Linked DNA regions of Gossypium hirsutum: region 2 is linked to region 1. The links are chromatin contacts, called in public Hi-C maps. All regions are on one chromosome and are shown on one strand. The core of a region is the stretch at or near the end of the contact, and the rest is flanking DNA. Distances in the headings are between cores, read along the strand shown. Region 1 has its middle 48 kb from the start of LOC107963529. Region 2 holds the start of LOC107963529 (protein RGF1 INDUCIBLE TRANSCRIPTION FACTOR 1).

The links. A called contact is a pair of places that touch in the nucleus more often than the background predicts.
Region 2: a contact with region 1 is called in a Hi-C map of leaf, with 1.5 times the contacts expected there. The contact joins the promoter of LOC107963529 here to the enhancer-like site in region 1. A contact is called at or near these places in 6 of 34 Hi-C or Micro-C datasets (cotyledon, fibers, leaf and 1 more).

Annotation. Positions count from the first base shown.
Region 1 is chrA06:8,833,079-8,839,087 of Gossypium_hirsutum_v2.1, forward strand. No RefSeq gene overlaps it. Among protein-coding and RNA genes, the nearest start is that of LOC107963529, 48 kb to the right of the region's middle. Within about 2 kb of position 3,448, at least 3 of the 9 cell types and tissues checked have an H3K27ac peak or open chromatin away from gene starts, as enhancers often do. A contact at or near this core is called in leaf, where this site is marked.
Region 2 is chrA06:8,882,569-8,888,728 of Gossypium_hirsutum_v2.1, forward strand. It overlaps LOC107963529 (protein RGF1 INDUCIBLE TRANSCRIPTION FACTOR 1), which reads left to right and starts at 1,336. Exons shown (of 4, transcript XM_016900005.2): 1 at 1,336-1,427; 2 at 1,556-1,801; 3 at 1,942-2,082; 4 at 2,163-2,782. The coding sequence starts at 1,416. The coding sequence ends at 2,516.

The DNA of each region.
Region 1 (6,009 bases), core at 2,198-4,697:
TATTATATTTTAATTAATTTAATATTTAAAACTAATGTATAAAAGGTATAAATACACCCACTAACCGTCCCATTAAATAAAAATGGCATATTTCCATATAAAACCTGCCACTTAAGTTAATTAAGCCATTTAATCATTATAACTCAATAGCGATTAAGTTTGCGACTTTAACAATATAGTCCTTTTTAATTAATCAACTATCTAAACATTAAAAATTCTTAAACTGAACTTTCACATAATAAAATAATATCTCAATATTTAGTAAAAATATTTACGAGCTCGGTTTTCAGAAACGAGATCTTAATATCAAATTTTTCGAAACCACTTGATTTTCGGAACAACCACTTATACCTATCTATTTATTCAATTAATTAAAATTTACCAAGTCAAAACTTAATATCACATTATAATTGACTCATATGAATTAAATGATAATTAATACAAATTTATTAGTCGGATTTGTGGTCCTGAAATTACTGTTTTCGACACCACAAAAAGCGAGATATTACATTGATGGTGCAAAGTTCAGAATGAATCCTCCTCTGGTCATATTGAAGTTACAAAAGCTTTTCTCTCCATTTGAAATGGATTCACCTTAGTCATCACAAATGTCGTCCGCCTAACCTTATTGGCGTAAAAAAAATTTGAAATTGATCTCCGCCTCGTCGATGTTGAAAAAATCAGAGTTGATCTCCACTGCACCATGTTGTTAAGAAAAAAAAAACAGAATAAATCTCTACTTTGCCACATCGGTGTTGAAAAAAAAAATCATATGCCCTAGTCATCGCCAAAGTCTTGGCAAAATGATATAGCACGTCCTTGGTCCACTCCCAAATATTTGTTGATGTTTCCAAAAATCTCGAAGTCAGCTTGAGCATCATATGCCTCAACCATCGCCAAAGTCTTGGCGGAATGATATAGCACGTCTTCGGTTCGCCCTTTAAGAGTTGTCGAAGTCTCCAAAAAATCTTGATAGCTTTCCAACAAGCTCGCTCTCCCTTCTAAACGGTACACCTTTGACTTCAATGGTTGATCAATGCTAGCGCATCATATACCTCAATCATCGTCAAAGTTTTGGTAGAATAATATGGCACGTCTTCTGTCCACTCCTGATGTTTGTTGAAGTCTTCAAAAATCTTGAAGTCAGCTAGCGCTCCCCTCCTGACAGTACACCTTCGAATTCGATGCTTAACTTCGGATGGTTGATACTTCTCCTGATCTTTGAAGTGCACCATTATAAGTTGAAAAAAAAAAGTACAAAAAAGCCAAATAAAAAAGAAAAAAAAGAAATGAATTTTGAATTGTGTGGCATGGAGGCAACAAATTTCCCCATAAAATCGACTTGTTGACATCGTCAATGTCAAGACATGGCAAACTCAAAGACCTTATTTATAGTGATTGGAAGCAAAATCCCGATGGGAGTAAAAGTCATAGTTGGTCCTTACCTTTCATTGCAGAGACTCGATAGGAAATTGATAATTGACTATCGTTATTAACACCCCTTTTCAGTTCCTCACACCATGGTCATGCTTGGTGAGTCAAATTGAAATTCCATAAGTGTAAAGCTAAAAAAGTATTTGATTTGCTTGTGTGGAAACAGGGAGGAAGTCGACTACAGGGAGTTTCACTGGGAGCATGGAGGAAATAGAGGAGAGGTTGGTATTTTTGTGTGGAGAAAAATTCGACCTCAATGATCGAAGTGGTGAAGACAGATTATATAAACACGGATATGGAGAGGCTGGAAAAAAAAAAGATGTTCGATATAGGTTTGTGGTGGATGTTGCAGGAAGCAAAATTGATTAACAATAGAGCAATAATTTATATGTATCTTCAAATGTGACTCTATTTTTGGAAGAAATTAAGGTTTTTTTTTTTTTACCTTCCCTGAGACTTAAAAATCTGGCATTACTTTCCATCGTAGTAAGATGTAAAACACCCTGTATATAAGCACCCAGCTCCTGTCCCCCCTTCATCTTTATCTTCAAGAAAAAAGAACCCCATCAATTTCTCTGTTTTGTTTCATATTTCATTCCTTCATTTCCAACAATTCAAAGAAAATTTGAAACAGTGATCTCATTTCTTTGCAGCGAAAATCTTCTGTTTTTTCTTCTGTTATTATTTTCGCTGCTTCTGAACCCTTGTTCACCGATAAAAGAGAAGCCATATACAGACTGGAGAAAACAGTGTACAGGCAGGAGAGAGATAACCCATCTTTTTCATCTACTCCGCTTGATAAAATCTACTGTTCCATCGATGGTGGTGACACCAGTCTAGTGGAAAACAATGTAAAAGAAACAAAGCAAAGCTAGCAGGAAATGCAACGGAAGCAGAGTAGTAGAAGAGGAAGATGAAGAAACGTCAAGTTTCCGACGAGCTTGTTTGATGGAGAAATGGATGGAAAAGAAGGTCACTGAAAAGGCAGATGCAAGCAGGAAACTGGTTTCACATATGGATTAATTATAGAGAAGTACTTGGTTTTAATTAAAAGCAAATATGCCACGTTCAATTATGGGTACGTGGAGAGTTTGGTTGAATCCAAAATCCAAATCCAGTTTTATATGTTCTAACTAAACTTCAACGTCTGTGCATTCCCTCTATACAATCTTTTTCCTTGGACAATTCCAAAACTAATCAAACAATACTCTCTTTGACTTGTTGACCCCATCATTTGATTCTTAAAAACTATTAAATCTTTATTTAGCATTGTGAAGAAGAATCTCCATTTAGTTAAACATTGATACTAAAGATCAATATGGAAGAGATGGTAGTGGAGTAAAGTCGATTCACCTCTGTAGGGTAGAGAGCAGTAAAAAATTATGGTTGAATGGGGAGATGACAAAAGGAATGAGAGACTTGATGTCATATCCTTGGTCCCTTTCCTCGCCCTTATATAGATAGATAAGTTCTTGTCCTGTAATACCACATGTCGAGTCATATTGGTGGGTCAAATATCAGTAGCCGAACTAATGTTGCAGGTGCAGGTAGGTTAGCGCCATAGTGTCCTACACGGTCCCACCTGATGCAGCAGTCCCTTGCTATGGCAACTAATGAGTGAGCCTACTTGTCAAACCATTAACCGAATGATTCTACCAAGGGGTTCCACAAAGAGTCTTACACACACTGAAGTCTTATTACAGACAGTCCTAGTATAACACATAACATTTTGGCTTTTAACATTAATCGTAAAATAAGCTATTTCCAGCCCTCAATTAGAAGCATATAAGGAGTTCAAAGCAGTTAGCAGCAAATGAAGGATTTTTTTTGTGAGCAATTTTCCATTGGGACCAGAGACTGCTATGCAGTTATCTATCAAATATCCAACTTTCAGGTTGCAATGAACCAAAAACATTGTCCCCATCCCCAACAAACACCCACAGAGAGACCATACGTAGGTAGGAGCATTTGTTGAATTGCATGGTCCATGAAATCTTGGCACTTGTGGCCACACCACAGCAAAGGTGACCCGGCAGATGACATGTGAGTCCTCACCTGCAATCAATAAGTAAAACATGGTGGATCTAGCCCAAAATCTATGGTGGCCAACTAACATTATAAGATACAATGTTCAATGTCTGATATAGGTCCATACCTACTTCCTTTAATACCAACTTCCTTCACCCATTCTGCACTTTTCACCTTTTTTTTTGTACAATTTTATTAAATTCTGTCCGCAGTTCAATTAATTTTCATCTTTATCCAACCAATGCATGTCTTTGAGATATATTTATTTTTATAAACTTTTCTATACATATTTCAAATTGAAGTGGAAACGTAACAATAGAATGTAAATCCTCACTTTTGAAATGCCAATAAAAAATCATATCTACTAAGCATACGACGGTTGATTAATTAATTTCTATAAAAAAATGGTTGTATTATCAAATAAATTACATTTTTTTCATCTATCAATTCGGGTTATATATTTTATACTAACAATTAAATTTATTAAAAAAAATTAATTCTAGGTTACAAAATTTAAAGAATCAGAATCTCATATGTTGACATGATAGTTAGGGTGATAACCGTCACAAGTGTAATTTGAATTTAAGTCTCCTTTTATAATTTTTTAAAAAAAAAAACTAAAGGGCCCCAAAATGTAATGCATCATTGCTCCATCATCCAAAGTGATGGTTTAATCAAACACTTGGTCCCGTATAATACTCATCTCTCTTCCTTTTCCCTATATTGTAGCTTCCAAAAAAAAATGATGGTCTAACAAGTATATAAGAAAAAATAAAACTAATAACACTATTATGTGAAAATTTAAGTTCATTCATAACCCTAAAAAACCTGCAGCATTCCTGGAAGACTGTCCCTAAATTTCCTTCTCCGGAAAAACTTTTGCTTCTTTTTATGTTGGATTTCTTTTTTAATCCCCCCACTCTTAGTTGTGAATTGGAGGTTTTCTCCTAGCTGGAGAATAGTCCATTTCAACAATGTCCATAATGTTGACATAGTGGTGATAGACGTCCGGGTTTTGGGAAGTTATCGGTGAACCAAGAAGGAATTTCTCTTGCTTCCCACCATTTTCTTCCTCGACGGCTGGTTTGAGTGTTGAAATTGGTATAACTTTGTTTTCTCCCTTCTCTTCTTTCTGTTTACATAAGTCACATGTAAAGGGAAGGGAAGATCTAAACCATAGCTATGGGAATGTACATGTTAAACTATTAACTCAAAACCAACCTTTGAAATGGTGGAAGATGTAGGAGTTATAGCAGTAGTTGCAGTAAAAAGTTTCCTACCCTTTCCTGCAAAAAAGAATGTTAAAAAAATGAATCTGCTTTAGATTGAGATGTATATGTGTTGGATTTGTTGCACTACAAGACAACATGGACTTTGTCATTGGTTTTTGATTCATAAAACTTTGAATTCTTACACAAATTAAATGCCCCCATAATGCTATAATATGGTCCAGTGAAAGGGAAGTTATTATTCATATATGGTTAGACGAGCTTCTTGGTGGACAAAAGGAATTTGTCAGCTTACATGGCCTTGGTAACGGTTCTTATGAGGGCTTTAAAGAATAATGAAACAACTAGTAAGCCTGGTAGTTAAAATATGGTAAAAAACTAATCCTAGGGAGGAAATTTTAATGGTGCCTTGGCCTGTGCTTCCTAGGTCCACAGTAGTCTTCATGAATGCTTGGTACCCAGTGGTGTGATTTTCTCTTCTTGGTACCTGTACAATGCCCTTGTTTGCAGAGAAGGATATCTCCCATAACTCCATTACTGCTTTTCATCAAAGCACCTTCCTGTATAGGATCATGTCCAGCCGGTTTGAAACTTTTCTCCAAGCGAATCCCTACAAAAGAAACAAGATTAGATGTCAGAATTTAATGATATATAAATATGTAATGGCAATGCAGTAAAGAGGAATTCTTGGCATACCTTGAACGCTAGAAAGGTAAATGATGAACAAGACCATAAGGGAGACTGCTAAGTGGGAAGGCCTCATTTGTGAAGAGATATATGGGATTTATGTGTTTCAGTGTTTGGTTTCTCTTTCACTGTCGGTACAAGAACTTGGATGTTAGTCCTTTTGAATTATCGATTACTATGGGAAGTTACCCCCCTTTAATATATGCTATTTGGCTTTTAGGACCCACATGGAAGTTTTCGCAATTTAAATTGGAAAAAGAAAAAAAAAAGAGACCAATCATTAGGGCACCCAATATACCCCCATTATTCAATAATGGACCATGAGTTGGACTTGTTTTAAGACCCTTTGCTATAGGGGACATAATGGGATACTCTCCACTATGGTGAACTTTTAAATGTCAAAATGAAACCCAACATATTTGTGAAAATTGCCTTAAAGAATGAAAAACAACAAGACTTTTGGGAGATAGCTTGAGGGTTTTCTGAAATCATGTTTTAGACTATTATTTTAAAACCATGCATTAATAACAAAATAAATAAATAAATCTTATTCATATTGGTTGTACACATGGTACAATCCATACTAGAAATTAAATATTAAAATAATAATAATAATAATAATAATAATAGA
Region 2 (6,160 bases), core at 86-2,585, 47 kb after region 1:
CAGGGATGATAATTAAAAAATATATATGACACCTTTAAGACAAAAAAAAAAGTGTGTTTTTAATAGTAAATTAATGGCAGTTATTATGAATTAATTCTTAAGATTTGCAACAGTATGAATTCCATGTTTAGTAAATTATTTTTTTAATTACGGTATAAAACTCAAACAATCAACGCGATTAACATGACTCGAATTCAAATCATACTTGAAGCGGTAAACACCTTTAATCATTAATCATCAAGTTATCATATGAAATTTTAATAAATTGAATTTTAAGATATTAAATTTCATTTGTTTATATATAAAGTAAATTATTTAATATGATTTTATATTTGAGAAAGCTTTAAAAAAACTTAGTTTCAATTACTAGATAAATGGTTAAAAGATTGAAGAGAGAAATAATAATGAAAACCAAAATCCCAAAACCCAACTTAACATTAATGTTAGAAGTGTGTTTATTGTTTAATTCAAAATTCCCAGAAAGGAGGATAGCGCCAACGAATTTCCAACCAAGAAATCATGAATTTCAAAGGAAAAAAAATTAAAAATAAAACAGAGGGCAGCCAAAAAAACAAATGGTAAAATGCAGCTGCTTCAAGAAGAGGTGAGGTTAGTTTAGCAATAAGTAGCTCTTAAGCCAAGGCGATAGTAGAAAAACAATTTGTTTAAAGGAGTGATCTAGAATGGCAGACATGGAAACAGCACCCACGTTCTCCTCATATCTTACTTGATTAACTTTTTTTTTCTATTTTTATATAATTCGCGATGAAGCCTTAATTTTAATTATAATTATAATATTAAATTTTAATGTTTTAAGTGTTTAAGTGATGTATTCGAATTATTTTCATCTATATATTATTTTTATAAGAGTTATTTGTTTATATCTTTAAACTATCGATATTATATTAATTTATTGTTAATTTAACTATTAAACGATATGTAAAATTTTATGTGACATGTAAAATGTTGTTGTATAACTTTTAAAATTAAAAATTAAAAATAAAGTTAAAAAAAGAGAGTAAATGATATTTTTTAAAAAATTTTGAAAAAATATTTTTTTAAATTTTTATTTTAAATTATATTAAATATAATTTAACGTCTCATTTAATAATTAAATTAACGATTTAATCACAAAAAAATATTATTGATTTAACTTTGATAATTTAAAGATATAATTAGAATTGAAATTATAAATTGAGGACGTTTGGTGGAATTAAATTTTTTTATAATTATCAATTATATATATAATTAACCCACCAATGGACAAAATGTTGTGTATCTCCCCAAGGAATAAATATATACCCTTTCTTTTCTTGTGAACCTCCATAAATACTCATATCACTATCTCTCTCTCTTCTCTGAACTCCACTGTCTTGAAAAGTACAGCTCAAGGAGAGGCCTGCTTTAAAGTGTTTATGGTGATTATGGTTTGTCTTCTTTTTTCCCTTTTTCTCTTTCTCTCAATCAAAATTCTTGTCTGGTTTTAGGGTTTATAGAATTTCATGCTTAATTGGGTATTGGTTTTTTATTTTATTTTATTTGTGGTGGTGCTTAGGGAATTCAAAAGCCTGCATGGTTAGAAGCTCTCTACACCCAGAAATTCTTTGTTGGGTGTTGTTACCATGAAACTGCAAAGAAGAACGAAAAGAACGTGTATTGTTTGGATTGTTGCGTCAGTATTTGCCCTCACTGCATACCCTCACATCGTTTCCACAGGCTTCTTCAGGTTCGTCGCTACGTATATCATGATGTTGTCAGATTGGAAGATCTTCAGAAGCTTATAGATTGCTCTAATGTCCAGGTTTGTCATTTATTTCACACAAGAACTAAATGAAGTTCAAATTTTGCTTCTTCTTCTTTTTTTCCACAGTATCTTTTAATTTCTTGAAAATTCAGTTCATATGAGTTGCTCATTCATAATGATGACCTTAATTGGATTAGGCCTATACTATAAACAGTGCTAAGGTGGTATTTATCAAAAAGAGACCTCAAAACAGGCAATTCAAAGGAGCTGTAAACTATTGTACTTCTTGTGATAGAAGTCTCCAACAACCATTTATCCATTGCTCCCTGGGGTGCAAGGTATATAGGACTCACTTGAATTAGCTTAAATCATTTAAATTATGTGTTTGAAAATGATGGAGTTCTTATGTTATAATCAGGTGGATTTTTTGCTGAAACACTACAAAGATTTGTCGCCATTCTTAAGGAAATGTAAAACTTTAACACTGAGCCCAGATTTCCTAATTCCCCAAGAGACTGGGGAGGAAGAAATGGCAAACGAGACAGCACAGTCAACAATAGTGGACAGTGATGAGCCAATGAGCTGGTCGTCGTCAGGGTCGGAGAGCATGAGCATGAGCATGAGCATGGCATACAGTTCTGATCAGATTGTTAGGAAGAAAAGAAGTGGGCTATATTTGTGGAGATCATCAGCTAATAGGGTTTCAGATGAGGATATTGCTTCAAGCATGAGTAGAAGGAAAGGCATTCCTCATAGATCTCCTCTATGTTAGAATAAATATTAAAATAGAATAAAAATCAAAATCAAATAGTTTAGTTTTGATATTTTTGACTGAAGCTGAACCATTATTAATTTCAAAATGCTTTAAGCTCTCTCTGTCTCTCTCTTTCTATATATGTTTTTAAATTAATTTAGTCACTTGGTCGGAGGGTTTTGTCTTAATGGCATCACGTGATTCCAAATTCCAAGTTAAGTGTTTGTACAATATTTTTACCCTTTTTTTTATTTCATTTCTCATTACGATATATATGATTAGTTTTTGTTTAATTGGATAAATGGGACAACTCTCTATTCTTCTGCTATTAAGCCTCTCTCACGTATATATTGCACATTTTTCATGCTTCAACTATTACCTAGTCATACGAATGTGAAGGGCTAGATTCATAAATATTCCAAGATATCGTAACAAAAGGGAATTATAATCCCCTAACCAAAGGAAATTATAATATTTTGATCAAATTTTGTTATTAGTCTTTATGTTACGTGTAAGTTGTGGATTTAGTTCAAGTACTTTAATTTGATCAACTCTACTCATTCTACTCTATAAATAGATTAATTTTAATTTTTATACTTTTTAAATTTTGAAATTTTAATCTTTAACTCAATTGGTATCAATTAAATTCATTAAGTGAAATTATGTTAATTGACAAATTAGCTTTCAGAATAATTAATTAATTAGATATATGGAATGATAAATATGATAGTTACATATTTTTATTTTTGTATATAGCAAAATTGTTTTCAAAGCTAAAATAAAATTTTAAAGAAAAATATTGAACATAATGAAGGGAAAATGTACTTGTTATTATGAATATGCTAATATTTTAAAATTAATTATTATATAACAACTATAAAATTATTGTCAATGCAAATTTATCTAAATATGGAATTTTATATATGAATAGAATGGTCATTCATATAATTAATGCATTGGAATCAACAATATAATTAATTTTAAAATAAAATTGTTGCATATGAAACTCTAGAATGATTATTTTAAATTTAAAAAAAATACTATTAGGTCAAAAAAATAACATTGTTATATTGTTATTTTTATTGCATTACGGGAACAAATAAAAATAAATATTATAGTCATAACAAGGTGATAATTCAATCGGATAATATGGAGGTTATTAAAATTATATATGGAAGTGCTTTGAAGACTTCAAATTCTGCTTTGATTAGAAGAATACATCGAATACATTCTTATAGAACATAATCAAAGCGCGAATCATTTAGCCAAACTAGCCTTTGCAAAAAAGGAGGATCTATAATTGGTTGATACCTCTTCAATCAGGGGAGAATCTAGAGGGCTAACAGGGCCCTTGGAATTTTCTATTTTGTGCCTTTAAAAATTTAAAAATTTTAAATTTAGTAAAGGTAAAATTATATTTTGTTCCCCATAAAAATGATAAAATTTTGATTTATTCATTTAAAAATTACATTTTTACCATAGTAAAAGTTACAATTTAATTTCACCTCTCTAAAAGAATTTTTTGACTTCACCCTGCCTCCAAAAGAAATACTAGAGTTTTTTGAAGCATATAAGGAAAGGAGTATTCATATTCCTTAGTCTTTTTATGTAATTTGGCTTAGTTGTGTTTTTAAATTCACCTAAAAAAATATAATATTCGAGTATTATGTGTTTCATTTTCAGATGAGGAGTCATTATGCAAATAGTTGTTTAATTGAATCAGTTATACAAAATATAAGTTATACAAAATAATTATAGAATTACAATTACTTACATCCGTGAGGCCTTACTCAAAAAGTAATCCACTATAAATTATTTATATAAAACATGATTTAAGTTTAAATCATTACAAAGTTGTAACCTCACTACGAGATATTAGTTAAATAAAATTTTCCCTATAAAAACCTAATTATTGATTGAATAATAAGAATAATTTATTACAACAATTTGTACTAAAATAAGTCTCTTACACGAAAAAGATAAGCTCTCGCAATCTAATCTTTGTCTCCTTGGATGCAGCTCAAAAAGGGTTCAATATGGAAGAAAATTAGTAGAGATATTATTGATGTAATCCTTTTTTGAAAAACAAATTTCTTCAATTAAAGAAATTCGATAAACATTTAAGGTCTTTAAAATATACTGCCTTGACTTGATTTTCTCTATGTTTTGACTTTAATAAAGTGCTACTAAAAATTCTCAAAGATTTGTTTAAAGAGTCCAAGTTTTTCAATCAAAGGATGTAAGTTAAGTTGTAATTGAAGTTGTATTCAGACAATATAACTAGTATTAAGAGATTTGAATAACAAATTCCGATATTTTTAAATCTTTTATTAAAAAAAATACAATCTTAGATAATAAATATAAAAAGATTAATATCCGTATTTACTCGATCTAGAAAATATATTATCCAACATCATCATCACAGTGATTAACGTTAATTTCAAAAATTTTCTATGGAAAAGGGGTTATGGATATACAATAAATTCTACAAAATATCCCAAGGTAATCACAGCTCCCATGAAAATTGTGTGTGTGTGGGGAAAGGAAGCACATGAAGTTTTTATTGTTAATTACATCTCAAGTTGATGATAAATATTAAAATCATTGTCTGAAATGTGAATAGGATGGATGGAATGGGAGAGCGAGGGCTTTCATTTCTCTACTATTTCTCGAAGAGATAGAGAAACAGTGGGTTTAATTTAATGTTTAGAGTTTTAAAATTAAACTTTTGACTGGTCAAACCCTACCACACTAATCAAGCTTTAAAATTTGTTAGGGTATAAAATATCAATTACTTGTACTAGTACTTGAGAAAAACAAACTTAGATTATTAGTAGGGAGCAGTGCAATCCTTTTTTAACTGAATCAACATGGTTAACTCATAATCAAAATAGATTAATTGATTGGAGTGGAATAATATAGGTTAATATATAATACATGCAAGAAATGATCAAATGTTTATCATAGTATAATAGTATGTTTGAAACGGAATTTTGGAAGCCAATTTTCATTTTTCTTCAGTCTTTTCATCTTTCATTCATTGTTCAAATACTACTTAGGATAGTAAGTTAGGACAACACTTCAGACAGTGAGTTTGTTGGTTTTTTTTTTACTTGGTTAGTTTTCTATTAACAAATGATTCTCGAATCGAAGCTGCAATTAATATTCTCTTTGGTGGATTGAATTTTAAATGGAAGAAGAGAGAAGAAGGGTTGATTGGATGTAAACCTTATCCTTATCCATTAAGGCTTAAATCGTTTTATTTTCCTTAAAGATAAGGCTGATCATATTTGCATAGAGAGGAAGCATTTTCGAAAATTAAAAGAGAATATTTTGTGGATATTTATCTCAGATTAATATGTTGAATTATCTCATCAAAATAACTTGGAGAAGCTATTAATTTTTAGCTTGCAAAAAGGCTGCATTGCCGCACATTTGTGTGTGAATCTTGAGTGCTTTTGTCGAGTGTTTTTTTATTGATATTTTTGCTTTATATTTTTGCACTCTTGTGTTAGGCATTTACTGGAGAGTAAACCTTGTAGTAAGAAAGGTTGTTTGGGGTGAGTGATTGTAACAATTGAGTTCATTGTTGGGGCTGCAATTACCATTGTTGTAAGGGTAAATTGGGCTTTAGCAAATATGTAATTCAGATGATTATTGAA